Linked DNA regions of Gossypium hirsutum: region 1 is linked to region 2. The links are chromatin contacts, called in public Hi-C maps. All regions are on one chromosome and are shown on one strand. The core of a region is the stretch at or near the end of the contact, and the rest is flanking DNA. Distances in the headings are between cores, read along the strand shown.

Region 1 (3,249 bases), core at 37-2,536, 170 kb before region 2:
TGGTAATTGAAATTTTCTCTTCTTTTTTTTTTTTTAAAATACCCAAAATGTGTAGAGAAGAGAAAAATTTAAAGTGAACAAGTATTACCTATAACCATTTTGAAGACTAGAAAATGGAGGAAAATTATATTTTTAAAAAGAAAAAAAAACCAACATGAATTTCTACATTAAGAAAAACAAATGGTTTCACCTTTCTTTGGGGGGGAAATAATATATTTGTTGATTCAACTTGGTTTCCAAAAACCAGAAACTGGCAAAAAATTAGTCTTTGTTTGCATGTGTTTCCAATAACCAACAAACTGGCTAAGAAAGAAAAGAAAAGATCAAACTTGTTCTTCTTCCATTGATGAAGAAGAACCGTTTTAAAGTTCTCACATTTAAAATCAAAACTCATAAAAGAAAAGATTAGTCTTTGTGTGTTTGTTTCCCGAGAAAATAATTTAACAGTTGCTTTGTTATACATACGTCGGAGACAAGAAGAGGAACAAAGCAGTGGCATTTCCTGTACCCAAAAAAAAACACCACAGAAAAAACCATAAATTAAAAAAAAAACATTAAACAAAGTTGAAGAAAAGAAACAGAAAAACCCACCAAAAACACCAAACACGAAATGCAAAACCTCCATTGTTGAAACCTTAACCAAAACCCAAATATTCAGAGTGAAGAGGGTAAGTATAAGAAGAAAGGAAATGGAGAAGGAAGGCAAGGCGGTTTATATAGAAAATAAGGGGAAGAAGGGAGAAGAGAGAAAACTGTTGAAAACTAACTGGAAAACGGTAAAAAAGAAAATATATGTTGTGGTGTTTGATCTTATCCAAAGGACCCCCCCCCCCCTAGTAAGGAGAAGCGTCCATTTCTGCTTGCTTCTTATACTGGAGAAACCATGGTAAATTGATATCGCTCTGGAACCTGGATATAGGCGGTTTTGTTGACAGTGATATTGGACGGATTCGAAGACGTAAACTTTCAATTTATTCACATTACCCCCTTTAACTTGTTTTGGTTTTACAGATAATATGAAATTTTAACAAGTCCATGTGATTTGAACAGTGACATCATAATAGTGATTTAATCAAATGTTATGCAATATTTATACTTGAATGAAATGGGGATTTGGAAGAAGGGAGAATAAATTATGCAAAGGGAGAAAAAAGGACAAATAAATGAAGAGGAAAGTTAGGAGAGGATGACTAGAAATGAAGTTACGTGAAGAACAACCCATAGCTCAAACAAATACAGTCTCCAAGGTTTGTTGTTTTAAGGAATCAATTAATTTCCCTTATTTCTTTCATTTGGATAATGTTACGCTCGTAAAAGTAGGTGAGAATGAAATTTTATTATTTATTCCTATTTTTTAAATATAAATTTATAAATATTAAGCCTAATTTTGATATACAAAAATACTTTATTTCTAATTTAAAAAATCACATTTTTACGATAAAACTATTGCGCAAAAAAGAAATATTCATTGTGGTGTTATTTTATCAAGTTTATCCAAAATTAAACTCAAAGCATGATGTTAACAAAAATATTAAATAAATAATTTATGAGTAATTGAATAAAACAGACTAATTATTTAGTCTTCCTAACAAAAGAGATTAAGTAACTAATCATGATTTACTTTTCATATGGGCTTTGAACATCTTTAACCTAATCAACCTTTTATGAGGGAGACATAAGGTTCTAATTATAATTATAATCATATCCTAGATTTAGATTTTACTCTTTCTTTTTTCTTTTGAGAAATCAGGACCAAAAGAGAAAAAAGAAAAAAAATTAAATGTTTTTTTAATTAAAAAATAAACGAGTTTTGTCAATTGAGTTTTAACCGGCATAGACATTGTTGTCAATATTGGAGGACATGGGTTTGAGTGCGCGGTTAGGAGAGACTATGCAAGTATCAACATTTTACGCTATTTTCATTATTTTAAATATAAATATTTTTTTATATAATATTGGGGTTAAACATTTTTTGCATCGAAATTAGAAAGTTCGGATCCGTCACATTCCCAGAGCTCACATTGAAGTTGCATATTTTATGGCTAAACATGCTGCCCAAGTTTCATAAGTATCCAGATATTCTCCATCCCTCTTCAAGCTATAAGAGGTTGATTCAAAAGGACAATTTGGGTTTTGATTTATGATTTTATTGTAATCGCTTAGTGATGTTTATTATTTATTAAAAAAAAGATAGGTTCACACAGTTTGAACCCATATCAAATAGGTATCTAACAAGAGATTTAATCACTGATCTATATAACTCGACAAATATTTATTTTTTATATCATAAAAAAATAAAATAAAATAACAATGATTCAACTCAAATAATCACAATTTTTTAACTTATCATTTGTTTCACCCTCAACCAGCTCTTAACTCATTTGTGAAATTATCAAATGTCCATTCATTTTACAAATGAACAAATATTATTTTAAGGTAATTATATTTTTTTTATAAAATTATATGTATGTGGTGAGATTAAACTAAAGATATTTTAATGCTCACTCTTTCAATTTTATCATTTTCAATCAAAATTATATTAACGTTTATTTCAATTTCTACTAAATTTATTAGATAATTATTCTCATCCACTTAAAGAATGTGTCCTAATCTGTATTTATATAAATTTAATATATTAATAATTTGTCATATAAGTTTAATATATTTATATATTTAATATATTAATTATCGAAATTGGTTCTTGCAAGTTTGATATCCTATTTGTGGTTTTTGAAATTAATAGATGGTTGAACCCCTCACTTAATTAATTTTCATTTCAATGGATGTGATTTTTAATTCTATTTTAATTAAATAAAAAATTAAAAAAAATTAAAAAAAATTAACAGTTGACTCAATTAATTTTTTATCTCAGTTCATATTACGATCAATTAATTTTCTACTTCAATTATTAATTTGATCGATTTATCTTATCCGATTTAAGCAACTATAATCTTATTATTTTTTACCCTTTTTGTTGCTTTTTTAAATTTTATTTTACATTGCAAATTGAGGGATGATTAAAGGACTTTAAATGCTATGGTTGTCGTTGTTGAAATATTGAGTAGTGAAAATAGGGAGGAAGGGAAGTAACCCTATCTCCTCGGCATTAATGACCCCATTTATCCAGATGGCCATGCCGTGGATGGGCTGCTACAAACAGTGCGGTTTGGTTATTTATATATATATGAGTTATGACATATTTTGTTCTTTACTTTAGGACCCACACTCACTCTCTCACCGCTCTCGAAC
Region 2 (3,445 bases), core at 171-2,670:
CAAGTATTATATTTATATATTTCGATATGATCATTTATAGTATATAAATTAATTTTTAACAACTTCATATGTATTCAGTGATTTCTTAATTTACCGCATGTTTTGATTATTATATTATATTTGAATCGTGTAATCATAAAAAAAAATTATGGAAAACATGAGAACATGCAAGCTGGTTCCCGGTTGGTTTGACACACATTTATATATAATTGATATAGGCAGAATAATCAGCTTTCAGTATAGGCTGTTTGTGGATGAATCATGCCTTGATATGGTCCCATTGTCTTTGGCAGAGGCAGGCTCGGCCAATCGTGTGATCCCCCACCCTCGACCCCATCGTCATCAACCAAACCACTTCGTAAATTGCTGCATAATGTGTACCCTTTATACGTGCAAAAATTGACCACCAAAAGCTCCTTTTTATTTTCACTTTATACATATACATCCAATCTATTTATTAATATCTATGTTTCATCATATGTACATAAATTTGTCAAATTTATAATTTTTGACAATAGATTTTACAGAAAAAGTGGACTTTCTTAACAACCTGGCTAATAAGTGTGGGACGAAAGCACAGTGTTTACATAAGATCATGGCTATATATCATGGAGAGTTTACCCCCCTTATTTTACTTTCCCAAAGTGCACTTCATGAATCATTATTGCAGCTTTTTATTTGGGGAAATAGTCAACAGTAGACTGAAACGACACCGAATGATAATGATAGTACCCGAGTTTTGTTGAAAACCAAATTATTAGACTATTTTGCTTTTGTTTTATTTTTATGATCGATTTATGTTTATTAAAAATTTTGGTTGAATTTATAATTATATTTAAAGTTTCATTGGTTTTATATAAAAAAATAAAAATACCATCGTAATAATATAATATATTTTAAATAAATAATTATTAATGAAATCGATTCAATCAAGATACAAAAATAAATTAGTTTTCAAAGTAAGATAATTAATTTGGGCTTGAATCAACAGTATATATGGGATAATAGGGAAATCAAAATCACATCAAATAGGAACTCATAATAACATTAAACATGGTGTAGAGTATATTAAGAGAATCTATATTACAAAATGCAGGTTGTCATATGATTTAATATCATATTTGATAGATTATGTATGGCTTTATTAAAATTTTAAAACCTTTTAGAATTAAATATCTCATATAACTTTATTTATTAATATTAAATGTCAATAATTCATTCATAATATATATAAACGTCAAATTATAAAAATATATCATTATCAAACCCATGCACGAAAATTTATATTAGAAAGTTAATCATTAGATCTGGAACCGTAATTCCCGCTGCTTACAGTACCTTAGAAAGTAAATTACCAACTTTTCGAGGGCCAAATTTGTCCATAAATCCTCTATATAATCTCTTCCATTTTCTCTTTAAAAAATTAAATAAAAAACCAAAAAAAGAAGAAGAAGAGTGAAGATGATAACAGGGGGTGATTTTTACAAGGTGATGTGTGCGATGGTTCCACTGTATTTCGCAATGATAATAGCGTACGGATCGGTGAAATGGTGGCGAATATTCAGCCCGGAGCAGTGTTCGGGGATCAACCGGTTCGTGGCGGTTTTCGCGGTGCCGGTGTTGTCATTCCATTTCATAGCTCAAAACAACCCGTACCAGATGGACACCAAGTTCATCATAGCGGACACGGTGTCCAAGGTGTTGGTCCTTGCTTTGCTTTCGGTTTGGGCTATATTCTTCCCTGGTGGCTCACTCGATTGGCTCATCACCCTTTTCTCCCTCGCCACTTTGCCCAACACTCTCGTCATGGGCATCCCCTTGCTTAATGCTATGTATGGAGATTTCACTCAAAGTCTCATGGTTCAACTCGTTGTTCTTCAATGCATCATCTGGTATACATTAACTCCAATCTTATATATCTTTTCGGATTAAAATGGTATAATTGCTAGGGATTTGTGTTGAAAAAAAATGGGATTGATATCAAATAATTATCTCATCTTTATATTATGAAAAAATAATTACCCCATCTTTATTACAAAAAACAAAAACATTTGTCTATACAAAAACAGCGATGATGTATCCAAAAACAAATAACATGATTGAAGTGCCTAAAATATACAGTGATTAGATATTCAAATAGTCTCTGCATTTAATTGATTGTGGCATGATTTTATATAATAAAACACAAACTATTACTTTTGTCTTTATTTTTTTTTAGAAAATTTGACCATTTTCTTTTATTTTCAACTAAAACTATTTTATATGGTTTTTTTTGGGATTAAATCAAAGTTGACCGTGTAAAACTAGGGAGTGATTTTCTAAGCAAAAGTCAGCTCAATATTGTTTGAAAAAAGATAACAATGAATTATTAAAACCTTACATAAGATAAAAATCATACGGCGTCGTTTCGAGTGCAGGTACACACTATTGCTATTCCTCTTCGAATACAGGGCGGCAACGCTCTTAATCAAAACCCAGTTCCCGGGCCCCACAGCTGCCACCATTTCCAAATTCGAGCTCGACAACGACGTCATTTCATTGGACGGTCGTGATCCTCTCCGTACAGAATCCGAAACCGACATCAACGGCCGTATTCGAGTCCGAATCAGGCGGTCCACGTCATCGGCTCCGGAATCGGCTCTATCATCCTCCATTTGCCTCACCCCTAGAGCATCCAACCTCTCTAACGCCGACATATTTTCCGTTAACACCCCCGGCGGACCCAACAATAACGAGATTGTATTCTGTAACGGCGACATGGGGTTCGGTTACCGTGCCGTTAGCCCCCGTTTGTCCGGGTATGCTTCGTCGGATGCTTACTCTTTGCAGCCGACCCCAAGGGCTTCTAATTTTAATGAAATGGATGTGATTACTACGGCAGCCGGGAATACACCAATCTGGATGAGGTCTCCCGTGGCTGGTGGGAAAGTTTTCCGGCAGCCGTCTCCGGTGGTTCCTCCTACAAAAATGGTTTGGGACTGTCAAGATGGTGGTGGGGATGATAATAGGCAGGGCTTCAAAGACCTTGGGGGTAAGTGCATGCAAAAACTTCTAATATTATTTAAAAATAATTTTCTATTTTAGAAAGTAAATTTCACATCACTATATTATTTGAAGAATTAAGATTACAAAAAATATATCTAATATTTTGATAATGACTTAAGATTTTTTTTCCCTTTACTATCGAATTTCAATAATAATTTGTATGTTTTATTTTACTTGAAATTATTGTATTTACTATTAAATTCAGTATAATGATTAAATATGATTGTTGTCACGATATCAAATATTTAATAACAACAAAATAAATTTGTTTCCAAAAGTTGTCCTACTATTTTTGTCGCACAAATATTGCACTATTGAAAATAATTGCCTTAGATCTGAGAAACAATTCAAAGAGACATGCAGATTTTGCAGGAGTGTACATGTATGTTTTGTCTTACAA

Evidence for each region. A called contact is a pair of places that touch in the nucleus more often than the background predicts.
Region 1: a Hi-C map of leaf shows a contact between it and region 2, with 2.6 times the contacts expected there. The contact joins the promoter of LOC107910421 here to the promoter of LOC107910425 in region 2. A contact is called at or near these places in 5 of 34 Hi-C or Micro-C datasets (hypocotyl, leaf and petal).

Annotation. Positions count from the first base shown.
Region 1 is chrD02:11,197,425-11,200,673 of Gossypium_hirsutum_v2.1, reverse strand. LOC107910421 (bidirectional sugar transporter SWEET1) reads right to left here and starts at 1,286. Exons shown (of 6, transcript XM_016838256.2): 1 at 592-1,286; 2 at 466-502. The coding sequence starts at 625.
Region 2 is chrD02:11,027,993-11,031,437 of Gossypium_hirsutum_v2.1, reverse strand. LOC107910425 (auxin efflux carrier component 6) reads left to right here and starts at 1,420. Exons shown (of 7, transcript XM_016838263.2): 1 at 1,420-1,892; 2 at 2,418-3,031. The coding sequence starts at 1,462.